Linked DNA regions of Mus musculus: region 1 is linked to region 2. The links are chromatin contacts, called in public promoter capture Hi-C maps. All regions are on one chromosome and are shown on one strand. Each heading gives the region's core, a stretch centred on a gene start, on an enhancer-like site or on the middle of the called end of the contact. The rest is flanking DNA. Distances are from core to core; before and after follow the strand shown. Region 1 holds the start of Pam16 (presequence translocase-asssociated motor 16 homolog (S. cerevisiae)). Region 2 holds the start of Adcy9 (adenylate cyclase 9).

What was found. Capture Hi-C pulls out chosen DNA fragments and counts their contacts.
Region 1: a promoter capture Hi-C map of pancreatic islet shows a contact between it and region 2. The contact joins the promoter of Pam16 here to the promoter of Adcy9 in region 2. A contact is called at or near these places in 3 of 39 promoter capture datasets (cranial neural crest, embryonic stem cells and frontonasal cranial neural crest), 6 of 484 Hi-C or Micro-C datasets (adipose-derived mesenchymal stem cells, cerebral cortex, embryonic fibroblasts and 2 more) and 2 of 9 other capture datasets (liver and pancreatic islet).

What each region holds. Positions count from the first base shown.
Region 1 is chr16:4,623,339-4,630,829 of GRCm38.p6, forward strand. Pam16 (presequence translocase-asssociated motor 16 homolog (S. cerevisiae)) reads right to left here and starts at 1,608. Exons shown (of 5, transcript NM_025571.1): 1 at 1,513-1,608. The coding sequence starts at 1,515. It overlaps Coro7 (coronin 7), which reads right to left. Exons shown (of 28, transcript NM_030205.4): 22 at 7,026-7,167; 23 at 6,850-6,939; 24 at 5,718-5,834; 25 at 5,338-5,473; 26 at 4,846-4,937; 27 at 4,272-4,358; 28 at 3,546-4,161. The coding sequence ends at 4,156. It also overlaps a transcript of Glis2 not described here.
Region 2 is chr16:4,417,607-4,424,355 of GRCm38.p6, forward strand. It overlaps Adcy9 (adenylate cyclase 9), which reads right to left and starts at 2,892. Exons shown (of 11, transcript NM_009624.3): 1 at 2,170-2,892; 2 at 247-1,982. The coding sequence starts at 1,939.

The DNA of each region.
Region 1 (7,491 bases), core at 358-2,857, 200 kb after region 2:
ACTCCCCAGGCAGGATTTCTGTATGCCTCCAATGCTGAGGAAAGGCTCTGGCGGGGGCCCAGTTCTTGCACAGTGCCCCACCTCTGATGCACTGCACTGACCTCCTTCCTATCTAGACACTGTCAGAGACTCAACACTGCCAAGGCATGGTGGTAGTAGTGTCCTTGGGAAGCGGAGGCAGGAGGGTTTGAGTTATAAAGCATGACAGTACCCCAACCCAAACCTGGGCCATTCCTAAGGACCTGACAAAATTAGACATAATCGGACTCCCAGGGGTAATCTTCTAGGCTCCTCTTACCTCACCTTCCAACAGTACTTTCTCATCCTCTTTTGGATGAGAAATCCATCTGGGGATGGATTTAAGGCCTTTTACCTGTGGTGGGCAAGCACTGCAACACTGAGCTATACTCTCAGCCCTATGTACTAAAGTTGCCCTGGAACTCACAAATTCCTGATCTTCCTGGCCCAGCCTTTCAAGTGCTGGGTTTACAAGTATAAGCCTTACACGAGCAGCTGAGGTAAGTTCAAGGTGGAATGTGGAGAATGCACGCTAAAGACCGAGTTCCACGAGGAACCAACAAAGGTTCTTACTAAATGGCAGCGACCTAATTACAAGGAATAATATAGTGGCAAATGTTTAGTCTCAGAACAGAACACGAACAAAGCTGGGGCCAAACTGACTCTTGTGGGAAAGATGAGCTTGGAAAAGTCAAATTCTCTGAGCTTCAAATCCCTTAAATTAAAATGGGGACGATTGAGAAGGCTTAAATGACAATCTACATAAAGCTTCAGCTCCAGACAACGCATTGTGAGCGGTTAACTACTACCTACTTTCCCATGGTCAAGGAAGATGCTCCCAGCTGGGTGAGATGGCGCACACCTTTACTGCCAGCCCTTGGGAGCCAGAGGCAGAGACAAAAGGATCTCAGTGAGTTTAAAGCCAGCTTGAGCACATAGGGCGTTCCGGGCGAGCCACACTATCTATATACATAGTGGTACTTAGTCTCAAACAAACAGATAAATAGGCTTCCCTAACCTTCCAATCACTTAGGGGCAAATCTCAAGAACCTGCGGGCAACTTTCAGGTGCCAATGGTGCCAAAACGCTCAGCCTTTCTGGTTTCAATTCTAGCAAGTCTCAGGTCTACCACTTCCTTGGATGAGCCAACTGTCAAACGCGGTTAAAAGCCAAGCGACACAACACCAATATCGCCGAGTCCTGCCACTCAGGAGCCGGCCCAGTCAACGACCGTCTCCTCCCACTGCCCACAGCGGACCGCGCACGCCGAGGCAGGGAACGCACAGGCCGGGATTGGCCGGGAGCTTTCCGCCAACCGAGCCTCGATTCCCCGGTCCGCGGTCGTCACTGCCCGGGCACCAACGACCGACCGGGCGCCACGCTACAGACTCTGCTTCCTGTGAGGAACCCGGGGGGCTCACGGCATCAGGACCAGAGCCCGCTGCTGGACTCCGATTTGACCTCCCTTCCCGAACACCCCATCCCGGGCCTCACCATGGCGGACGCTCCACTTTAGGGGGACGGGTGCCGCTTCCCGACCCAGTGGGACCAGCTCAAGGGTTGCTGGTGGGTCAGAGGTCAAGGGAGACCGGAGAGCGCGTGCGCAAGGACGCGACGCGTTTCCAGAGGCGTGACTCTCGCGGCACCGCGCATGTGGGCGGAGCCTGCCTCGGGGCCAGAGGACCAGTGGGCGGCCCCAGACTTGGTGCAGTTTGGTGGCCTTCCCTTCATTTTCCCAAAACACTTAGGAAGAAGCTATCATATGAAATAAACCAGAGTATAATAGGGTTGGATGTTAAAATCGCTAGAATATTTAAGAGAACCAGGTATTTCAAAATAGGATTTATTTCACATTGCCCCTTCTGGTGAAGCTCTTTCCTAGACGCCTGAGGAACTGTTTCTGCCCATGTTCAGTCAACTTTGTAATCTAATGCCATCTCCTCAGTGAGGGCCACCAAGTCCCCTACTACAGTGGCATGCCCAGCACGCTGTCCTGATTTCAAAGGTCTGAGGTGTCCTTTAAACATCAGATGCTTAGTTTATTCTTTTCTGATTTTTGTTTGTTTTGTTTTTTTTGAGACAGGGTTTCTCTGTGTAACTCTGGCTGTCCTGGAACTCACTCTGTAGACCAGGCTGGCCTTGAATTCATTGCATTCTGCCTGTCTCTGCCTCCTGAGTGCTGGTATCAAAAGGCGTGCGCCACCACTGCCCAGCTGCTTCTGGAATCTTTATGCCAGGTTTGGTCTCTAGTCAAGCTTCTTTGCTTGGTTTGCAAAGGCTTCTCGTCAAGTCCTCACAAGACCTTCTCTGGTCTGTGTGTCTGTGTGTTGGGACAGTTCCATCAAGACAGCCGTAATTCACACACCAAGCAGTTCCACCTTTTGGAGTGTACAGTTCAGTTTTGCCATGACCAACATCCAGATCAGACCAGTTCTTGCCCAGCAGCCACGCACGTCCCTACTTTGAAATCTACTCATCTGTACTTTGTGTCTGGGTTTCTCCTCAACAGTCCACAGACTCAGAATCGGAACAACACATGGTCTTGTGACTCCATTATCATTTCATGCTTCCTTTTTTCCCCTTAGTTCTCAATTTGTGCATCTTAACTCCTTTGGCAAATTTCTACCTCCAGAAATATTTACATTGTGATATATAACAGTACCAAAACTACAGTTATGAAGTAGCAATGAAAGTATTTTTTATGATTGGGGTTCACAACATGAGGAACTGTATCAAAGGGCTGCAGCATTAGGAAGGATGAGAGACACTGCTCTATGACATAATTCTTCTTTTTTTTTTTAACATTTATTATCATTGCTATGTCTCCTACTAGAGTAGGCACTCACAGTGAGCAGGACATTTATGCCTTTACTCCTAGCTATCAAGCACCGGGACGGCTGCCTGGCATGGGTACTCATGTATGTTTGGTGAATGGCCTTAAGTCAGATGCCTCTAGACTAGTGGTTCTCAACTCTCCTAACCCTTTAACATAGTTCCTCATGTTGTGGTGACCCCCAACTATAAAATTATTTTTGTGGCTACTATTATGGACCGTAATGTAAATATCTGTGTTTTCTAACATGTTAAGCCACCTGTGAAAGGGTCACTTGACCTCCCAAAAGGGTTTGTGACCCACAGCCTGAGAACCTCTGACCTAGACCAGTGCCCAACCTACCTCCACACTCTCCCTTCCCTGCGTACAGTGCTGACCTTCCATTTGCTTGCCATTGGGTCCTGCAGATCTTAGTTTTCACTTTAGGAACGGAAACATCTCCCCCTCAGGCCCTGACCCTGCCATGAGCCCAAGTCAGCTCCTTTTCCGTTTCCTCATTGCTTTCCTATGCACCACTGGTTCCCTAGTGTAACAGAGCTGCAGTCAGCGGAGCGCCATCTTTCCTGTATATTACAAGGAACGTGTAGCAAAGTGAAACCAGCACGAACAGGAACAGACCCAAATCTTGCTCGCTCACTCATATCCCTGTATCCTTCTTTCTATATTCCCAGGGAGTGGAGCAGCACAAGAGGCAGCCAGCTTAGAAAAGTTTAATTGCTGGAAACATCCAGAGCATATCCTATATAGGCTGTTTGTTATGGGGTCCACACCACTGTAATGAGGCTGTTAGCGCCATGAGACCCTTTCTCCTCAAGCCAGGAGAAGCAGGACAAATGGTCCTAGGCCCCTAAGGAGAAAGCGGCTCCCAACAGCTTGGTGGGGGACCAGCCCCCAGTGTCCTTGACTGGGGCTGGTGCAGTAGGCAAGACAGCTTGGCTTGTAGTAACTGAAGATATTAGAGGAAACCAGCAGAAAGACTGGGAGAGACAGGGCATCCCGAGTTGGCCCAGAGACATGCTACTGACACCTACCTCCCACCCACTGGTGTCACATGCTAACAGGCAGCTGAAGATAAACAGTTGGCTCCAGAGGGTTAAGGAGCAGGCAGTCTCTGCAGCTGCATGGAGGCCCCACAGCTGTGGAAGTGCCTGAGGCTTGCGTGACACCCAGGGCTTCTGAGCTGGATGTGCGTGCCAGGGCCAGTGCAGCATTGTCCAGGTTGCAGAGATCTTAGGTGTGGAGGGCAGCAGGTAGTTGTAGGAGGTGGCAGTGGCAGCTGTGATTAGGCGTGCCTCGCGTGCAGGCTAGTCCTGGGGTGAGGCAGGAAGCAGGAGTTAGAGGCCTGAGAGGTGAAAGAATGCAGCACACTGTCTCCAGGACAGTGCTGCTGGCTGAGGGAGCCGGGCCAAGTGCCACTCACCCACTCATCTTCATCCACCCCTTCAAAGGAGTCCTGTGGCAGTGGGTCTTCTCGGTTCCCCAGCTTTGCTACCATGGCATTCAGCAGCTGCGAAAGTGAACAGGAGAGGGACCGAAAGAAATGACTCTCCGACCTCAAGAACTTAAAACCCCATTTTTAACCCCAACAATGCTAAAAAGCGCCCTTTCAGTTAGAACTAAGTTGTTGGGTTTTCATTGTGAAACACAGTAAAAAGGGGTCAGAGACAAGAGACTGTAGCACGTGGAACCTGACATGAGGAGCCGCCATCTCTTGTGCATTGCCTCAAAGGCTCAAGTGGACACCAGGCTGACCAAGGGCTTAGGTCTTCAATCTTTAATGTTGGTTAGGTAAAGGCTGGCTAGCATGTGTGCCTCTTGCTGCCCTCCCTGGCTTCCTGTGCCCTGGGTGTGACTCCCTACCCAGAGTCTGGTGTGGAGACAGGGGTAACACGTGGTTCTTCCTGCCATCTGGATTGAGGCTCCTGAGTTGGCAGATAACTAAGCGCATGGGGGACACTGCCTGTACCACATAGCAGCCCTCTCCCGAGGTTCACCTCTTCTTTCTTTTGTTGGTCAGACTTCTCTTCCAAGTATTGTGCTGAAGATGGGGCTCTTCGGGCAGGGACCTCACGGGGGGCCTGGCTCACTGGGGTAAAGCAAGGACAGGCATCAAAGAAGGTGCTGTTTAGAATCAACCCTCAGGGAATTTGCTGGCACAGATCAAAGAAGTGGCATTAACAAGTTATTAAAGCCCCTGTTCACCAGGCCTGCCCATAGCACCAGGATATGTATATGTAAGGATACTGCATGTGTTAAGTATACAACACATGCATGTGTGTGTACATATGCATATGTGCTAGGATAAAACACAAGCCACAGAACTTGCTCTCCAGGGGTTCAGAGACTGGGTCTGGAGACATGTCTAACATCCTTAGGAGGTCTGTGGCAGCAGGAACGAAGGACTGTACTTGGGCCTCCTGTTCCTCCTTCCACCCCTGTCCAGATTCCCCGCCCCTGCTGTCTCCCCGTTTTATTCCTTACTCTACCTGGGGTCATGCCAGGGGGCTGCAAACTCAGTAGCCGGGGCTGTCCATTAGCACCCTCAAACCAGGCTTTGGCACTGAGTGCTGGCTCCCAGGTCACAGCTGTGTCCGGGAACACATCATCCTGGAAGAATTCTTTCTGCAGAGGGTGAAGGGGCTGTCCTGAGACACTGACCAGCAGCCCAGGACACAGAGGCCTGAGACCTGGCCCCACCCATGCTGGCATTCACATGCTCTGCAGAACTTCAGTAGAATACGAAGGCAGATATTCCCTCCAAAGTAGACAGCTGGGAGGTTTGGGTGCAAGAACAGGTAAGAACTTAAATTCCTTGGTCTCTGGCCAGCCACTAAAAGAGGAGCTTGAGTGCTTGACCCAAACTCACTCTGACCCGGGGCAGCCGGAAAGCAACAGGCTCCAAGGAGGTCTGGCGCAGCCGCAGGCATCGGGCAAACTCCACATCCTGAATGTCACACTCAGTCTTGGGCAGAAGGACAAAACCCTAGGGGGAGTGAGGAAGCAGGAGCTAGAGTCAATCCTCCTGGGTGGGGCCTCCTGGAGTAGCAGAATTCCTTAGGCCCAGACACGCCTGCCCTCAGGGAGCCGTGGTGCTCTGAATGAGAATCTTTCCATGGGCTCATCTATTTGAATGGCTGATTCTCAGAAAGTGGAGCTAAACAGGCTAAAGAGGCATTGCCTTGTTGGAAGAGGTTGCCACTGTGAACGGGCTTAGAGGTTTTAGAAACCCATGCCTTTCCACACTTGGCTCTCCCTCCTCACCTGCTGCCCGTCTCCCTGCCACGATGGTCACGACCTACCTCTGAATCAGTGAGCAAGCCCACAGTTAAATGTGTTCTTTTATAAAAGTTGCCTTGGCCATGGTGTCTCTCCGCAGCAACAGGAAAGTAACTAAGTAACTAAAGTACTGGTGTGCTGTCAATGGGAATAGCTAGTGCTTTTAAGGGAAAAAGACCAGATATGTAGCACTGGCCTATTTCTACAGAGAACAAAAGTCCCACCAAGTCCTACTTCAAGCAGTTGAAAAGAGATGTGAGGGGTATGCTACTGTGGGAGGGACATGCCACTGTGGGACAGTCCCCTGAGAGTTTAACACACATGCACACCACATCAAGATAAGCAAGCAACTAAAGAGAATCTGTTTCCTTGGATTTCTGTTTGACTGACTGAGACAAAGTTTCACCATAGCACCCAAGTTGGTCTCAACTCATGATCCTCCTACCTTGGCCTCCAGAGAAGTGGTATGACGGGTATGTGCCACCATGCCTGGTTCATTTAACTTAACCTTATATGGTTTAATTTGTAGTAGTGGCTGAATATAAAGCCAGCTCTCCAAACTCCTGGATTACTACAGTCTGCTCTATCTGCTGCTGGGCACAGGACCTCGGCTCTCCTGACCCCCATTGGCTCCTGCACTTCCACACATGGCCACGAGGGGGCACGGAAACCTTGCAGTGCAGCTTAGGGACAGGAGGTTCAGTGGTGAGGGTGATTATCACCTTGTGAGGGTCAGGTGATGTGAAGCTGTTGCACTCCAGGAAGAAAGGGGCCTCCGGGAGCACCTCATACAGGAACACACGGGTATCACCCTGGGGGACAGAGGGGAGGCTATGAAAGGAAAGCACCCAGCCTCATCAGACCCTGCCCGACCCCCAGCCAGTCCATTCCAGCTAACCTTGCCAGTGAGAAGCACCAGGCCTGTGTCAGGGTCATAGCTGGGAAGCAGGGTCGAGGGAGCTACATCGAGGCCCAGCAGTGCTGAAGGGCCTTGTGCCAGGGCGTCAGCTATGTACAACTGTAGCTGGCGTTCACTCCGGCTGCCAAGGAGTCAGGGGTAGAGCAGATTCTTAGAGCTGAAGAGGCCTGAGGTAGGGCAAAGACTCCTACAGAGACCCTGCTCCTTTCTGGGCTGCATAGCCTAAGGGCCAGTAATCAAAGGAGAGATGAGTCTAGCCCTTAGAAGTGGCCTGGTGGGGGAAACAGTGTCCAACTTCCTGTTTGGCCTCCACTTGTCTTGTCCTCTATACAACCCTGGCCCCAGTGACTAGCCTGATCTACTGCGGCCTCCTGTCTGGCCTTCTTCCCTCATGGTCTGTGTTGCACCCTCAGCTCCAGCAAGGCTGGACGTCTCCCCTGCAGTT
Region 2 (6,749 bases), core at 1,642-4,141:
CTCCCTCCTTTAAGGTCTCATCTAGGTCAGCCCTATCTCCGTGTTCATGTCTGCACTGTGACTAGGTCTATAACATCTGACTCACTAGAAAAACAAAAGGCACACTGATTCCCCACAGTCAGGTGTACCGAGACAGCCAACTGCCTCCAGACACTATCGCTCGCTGCAAAGAGGTTTTTCAATTATTGTTAATACCATGGAAGGCAAACAGGATGGGGAAGGGAGAAGACAAAGAAAAGCACGTACCTTTCAACTGGTCAGCCACCACACTCTGCCCAAGGCGCTCAATAACTCTCCCATCTTCCATTTCATACCTGTCGTCTAAGTATTTTGCAGTGGCCTCAGATATGTGAACTTTGCCAGCCACTCCCAGCTGCTCCATGAGATTAGCCAAGTTCACATCGTTGGACCACACATCAAATTTAAACCTCCTCATGCCCAGGATGCCACACAGGACAGTCCCCGTGTGAACCCCAACACGCATGTTCACCATCTCTTTCTTCTCCTGGCAGAACTGCTCGATGGCTTTTATCATGCCTAAGCCCATTTCAATGCAGCAGTAGGCATGGTCTGCCCGGGGCTCCGGACACCCTGCCACACAGTAATAACAGTCCCCCAGAGTGCTGATCTTCTCACACTTGGTCTGCTCACACAGGCGGTCAAAGCGACCGAACAGGTCATTGAGTAGGCCTACCAAGGCATGCGCAGATTTGTTGGCGCTCATCTTGGTGAAACCCACAATGTCTGCAAATAAAATACTGACTTCTTCAATCTGCTGCATCTTAAAGGGGCGGAATGCTATCGGTGCCTTCTGTATGGAGGACTTCTTCTTCCTGTTCTTGGGACTGGAGGTGGCATGCCTCTTGACGGAATTCTCACTCTCCTCGTCCCCTTGTTTCATTAAGTCGTCGGCTATGATTCTTGGCATCACTGAATGAATCATCCTCTCTTTCAGGGCTTTCTCTACTTCCAGATCTTTGCCGTGCATAATGGATTGTCCCACCTTGAGAAAGGTGCTCCTGGACCTCACCTGAGACATGACAAACAGATGGATCCCGATAGCGTGAATGCACACGTGAAGCAGGGCTCTGCTCAGCAGCTCCCAGTGCAGGGCCCCAGGGCCCGGAGAAGGGTAGCAGTCTTCGTTTCGGAAGTGGTAGCCGAAGGTCTCAAAAAGGACAGAATAGACCACCCCCAAAAACAAGCTCAGGTACAGAGGTAACTGCATGACTGTGTAGAGCAAAAGGAGCACTTCGATGCATATGGAGAAGCTTCCTACTTGAGATAAGCAAGTGTCCGCCGGAGTGGCCGTGAGAGTATGATTGGAGCTGTCAACACGTCCTGACAGAGGTGTCCAAACCTGAAACTGCGCAGCCAGGGTCAGGGCGAACACCAGCAGGGTGAGAGCCAGCGAGGTCCACGCATAATGCCGGGCGTACAGCTTGGTGAAAGTAAACAGGAAAAAGCCCACACACACCACCAGGAAGCACAGAGCTGGGACCACCATGACAATCACTTTGGATTTCATGTGGACAGCGAAATAGATGCTCCAGAGAAGGCAGGCGAAGCCCACATAAAAGAGTGCGTACCGGAAGCGGCGCTGGGTCTGCGGAAAGCAGCGCTCCAGGCAGGCCTCCTCCAGGTTCATGGAGTCGAATTTGGGGTCCCACCACCGGCTGGAGGCCCTCTCAAAAAGCTGGGGCAGCTTCTTCTGTCTGCGCAGGCGACCCCCGCCGCCAACCCTCCGGGGAAGGCCCCCTGAGTCTCCCGAGCTGCTACAGCTGGAGGAGATGCTGTACTTGCAGTGCTTCGGGTGGGTGTTGGAGGACAGCTGCTTAGGGTTGATCTTGACCCTCACGCTGTTGCTGTCTCCGCTTGAGTCGCAGCTCACCTCGGTGCTATGGTGATGCAGCAGCTGCTGGTGGGGTGAGGAAGCCATGTTGCCGAGCTCTTGGAACCTTTCCCGACCAGGTCAGGGGCACCTGCAGGCAAAACCAGCAGAATTAGAGCGGCCTGACTACACACACTCCCGGAGGGCCACGCGACCTGTGCTTGTCGCGAGTGCGAGCTCTGGCGAGCCACTTGGGAAGGCACCACCATATGTTCACCAAAACTGCCCATAACGGCGCATAAAAGCGCCAAGGCGAGCGAGAACCGCACGGGCCGTACCTGGTGCTCCCAGGGTTCTCGTGCCGCGGCCGCGCTGAGTCTTGGGTCCCCGGCAGCGCTGCGCTGCGCTCCCCTCGGGCGCCGTCGCCCGCTGGTGGCCTCTCCCCGTGCAACTCCAACTGCAGCTCCAGAGGGAAGTTCAGACCTTGAGCGCTCGGGGCACCGGGAGCAGCTTTCGCAAAAACAACTCGGGAGGCGAGCAGCGCTTCATCCTGCCGCAGCAGCGCCCGGTGCGTCAAAGCGCGCGGGCCAACCTGCGGCTCCTGCCGCGTTCCGTCCCCTTGCGGCTAAGCACCAGCGGGCTACCCTGCCCCGCGCCCCTGCTCGCGAGCTTGAGGAGCCCGAGGGCCGCCCGTCCGAGCGGCCGGTCTAGCAGGGCCTGCTGCCCGCAGCCGAACGCACCCCGGCCCAGAGCCGAGCTCGGGGCACTGCGCGGGCCCCTCCACAGACCGCCGTGCGGGCTGCCGCAGAGCCTGACTCCCGCGACGCCGGCTGGCCAGCACGCCGGTCGTCCGCACGCCGCGCCCACGCCCCAGGGGCCCTGCCTGAGCTACAGATGCCGCTGCGGCTGCGCCCGCCGCCCGCTCTCCCGCAGCCGCTGCCTCAGGTCGGAAGAGTAGCAGCCGCAGCCGCCGCCACCACCATCTCCGGCCCCCTCCTCCTCCCCCTCCCGCTGTCACTGACAGACGCGCGCCCGCGCCGCCCCTCTCCTCTGCCGCAGCGCGCACGCGCGGCCCGCGCACGTCACCGCCGGGTCCGGGACACGCGCACCAGCAGCGCGCCACCCCGCCTAGGAGCGCGCGCCCGGCTCGGGGCTGCAGCGGGGCGGGGCCGGGCGGACGCGCTCTGGGCGCCGCCCTCCGCCCTGGGCTGCTCCGAGCCTGGGCCGCCTGCTGTGGGCACCAGGCCTCCGCCTTCTTCCGAGGCCTTGGCTGCCTTTGACTACTTGCCCCGCAGCCTGGCCCCCAAGTCCGCACAGGAAGCATCTAAGCGCAGTTTACCTTTTGGATACATCGAAGTTTTCAGTCCCTGGCTTTGCTCGATTGTGACCTCCCTCCCATTCTGCCAGCAATGTAGGAGTGTTCCCAGTGGTGCTAGGCCCCTCTGAACTTGCTGGGGGATGGAAATGATCATCACCAGCCAAGCCACTTCTGATAGCTTCTAAAGTCGAGCACCACTGAGGACCACCTTTGCCAACCCCCTGGGGAAGTTATCTTCCCGACTTTGAAGATCTTTCATTCTTCACATGAACAACTGTTTTTCCCTCTCCACAAGGAAAACGTTCAAAGAAATCAGCTTCCCATTAATAAGTTCTACATTGGTCTGTGTAAACTCTGGCCTGAATAAACACAATTCTATATTCTCTGGTCGCACCCTGGCTGCCACACCGTACAGTGTTTTTCTGCAACCACAGGGGACTAACTGACCCTTCCTTCCCACAGCTCTCGGGGCCCATCCCAGGCATCCACAGTCACTGTGGAATTCAGGAATAGGAAGGTAAAATATAGACTATCTATACAACCGAATATTATTCGACTATAAAAATGAAGTACACTTGCTACAACCTCTGAAACACACTGGGTAAAAGAAACCAAACACAAGAGGCCACATATTGTATGATTGTATTAATGTGAAATGCCCAGAACAAGCAAATCTATAGAGAAAATACAGGTGATGGATGCCTGCGGTTGTATGAAGTACTAGGTATTGACTACACTATCAAGCCTGGGGGTTCCTTTTGGGGTGATGAAAACATCTGGAACTAGTGAGAACACAACGCCGTGGATTCTGTAGTAGGTATACTTCATGAACGTACTAGTGTCTTTGGATTGCTTTAATGATAAGTACAACTGCATAAATGGTAAGTTTTATGCAGTATGTATTGCACCACAATAAACAGGAACTTTTTAAAGTAAACGTGTCATTGTTGATATATTCCAGCTCAAAGTGCAAGATGTCCATCTAATTATGAGAAAACATCTGAGGAAGGAACTTAATCTGAAAAATACTCCACAACCAAACTGCCAAGTGCTCTTCACAGTGCCAGAGTCACCAAACACAGAGCCTAAGGTATTGTCACAAGTAAGGGGCAAATTGTCATTAAAGGGCAAAGTAGAACAGGAAAAAAAACAAAAACAAACAAACAAAAAACAGTGGGAAGGCAGCTGGTGAAACATGCAGTGTATTTAATGGCATCCCCATTAAATCCCACAGTTACCCAAGACATTAACAGTAGGAGAAGCTGGGTGTAGGTCGCAGGGGAACTCCCTAGTATTTTTACAACATTTTTCTAACTCTAACTTTTTTTCAGAATAAAGCTAAAGATAGAAAGAGATGTTTATTGAGCAGGAACTATGTGCCTCCTGTATCTGAGGTTTGGAAAAGCGGAGCACACACCAATAGCTAACAAGTAACAGTGGCCAGCTGGTACTGACCCGAGTATCCCAGTGCCAGAGACCAGCAAGCACTTTTCCTCATGACCTACTGTTGACCACAACCCCCTGAGGAAGATATTATTGCCCCTCACTTAGAGACATGAAGACAGGAACTGGAAAGTAACATGCCCAAAGTCCCACAAAAGGCAATAATAAGTTCATATTTTAAAAGCAGACCTCAGACTCTGGAAGCTCTGACAGACTTTGAAGCTCACTGTGACCCAGCACAGGCCCTGCCTGTCTCCTCTCAACCCACCTTGGTGAGAGGCTCTGAGAAACAAGTCTCACCATTTCCATTTTTCTCTCTTAATTCATTGCTACCTCACTCCCTGGTCACCTTAAAAGACAGGAAAGCTCACCTGTCTGCATGTCTCCTTGCCTCCCACAAACCACTTCAGTGCACCCACCATTTATGGCAACTTTCAAATTCCTGACTTTACCCTGCAACATTGTTCAATGTGGGTAGTAAGCATGCTTGCGTCTTTCCTTCTCCCCTCTGTATGTTTCTGGAAGCTGTGAAGCTGCATTCCCTGCTGTTGAAGCCTACAAGCTGCCAGAGATGTCCTGACCTCCAGGCTAGGGTGTGGATCATTCTGTAGGCCCTCGAGGACTGGAATTTTGGTACCAGCGCTGTACACTAAGCAATCGGTAAGGACGTGTGCATCTGTACACTAAGCAATCGGTAAGGACGTGTGCATCCTAATCTTTACTATGCCATGGAAGGACAATGGGGTTATGATGATGACAGAATCCACTCTGCCTGGATGTAGCAGCGAGTTCTGCAAAAAAAAAAAAAAAAAAAAAAAAAAAAAAAAAATTATATATATATATATATTAATCATGATATCATAATGCCAAAAGCCAGGAGGATCTACAGAAGAGTCTGACTTCTCTACCTCCACAAAGTACAAAGACCTTCATACCTAGGATGTATCGATTGATACATCCAAACACCCAGCACATGGTGCTGCCAAATCCTCACTCAGAGTGCACATGCTGACCCAGTATGAGTTAGAATGTGTTTGCACAAACTCTACAAACACCTACAGAAAGCTTAGCCTGCGCCGCCTCTGATCTCACTTTCCCTCATCTGTAAGGTTCCCTGCTCATTGAGAACTTTGATGCCAAGGCATAAGAAGTCACACAGGGGCTGAGAGATGGCTTAGTCAGTAAAATGCTCGCCGTGGGCACACGAGGACAAGAGTGCTGATCCCCAGCACCTACATGAAAGGTGAGAGAAAGGTTAACCTGTAACCTCAGCACTGGGGAGGCAGAGGCAGGGGGATTCCCAGAGCTCACTGGACAGCTAGTCTTGACAAACTGGTATGCTCCAGAGTTAGTAAGAGAACTTGTCTCAAAAATTAGAGGGGAGTGTGACTAAGAGAGACGCCTGACATCAATCTCTGGTCTCCACACACAGGCATGTACACAACACAACATACACAGCCTTCAGAGAAAGTAGCATGTTTACGAGTTCTGGGCACAGTCATTAAGACAGACCCTGAGATCTTAGCAGTGCTCATGTTATTTGGATGGTCAGGAGGGCAAGGTTCTTGGAAAGCCACCCGCTGGAAGATGCACTCGTCTTGCTTCTGTTGAGTCATGCCCAAGGCTGCCAATACAAGTTGTGCATCCGAGCACTGATGGTAAACTTGCCAGAAGCCACCACACTTTTCCATCATTGACTTCCTGGCCTAGGTGGTGTTCCTGAGTCTGGAGTAGCTGCCTTCAAGTTGACAGTGCCAGTTGTTAAAACGAAGTAAAGAAGATTGATTGAAAACTACCCACATTTTTTGCAGATTCTCTTATAATCCAGGAGTAGTCAAACTAGCTACAGGTATCACCCCAGCAAGTCTTCAGGGAATAAATACATGAAATAAGATATATGTAAAATAATTACTCTTGACTTCCTTTATTTTTATTTACTTGTTATTATTTCTAGTTTTTTGAGACAGGATCTCTGGTAGTTCAGGCTGGCCTTGAATTTGCTAGATAGTTGGCTCTTAAATTCTTGCTTTTGCCTCCTAAGTGCTGGCATGTGTCACCACACCCAGATTCGGCTGTTTTTAATAAGCAGGACAAGCAACACCTTATATAATGTTCATGTGTTGGCAGCTCTTCTCTACCTACACTTGAGGCTTTGCT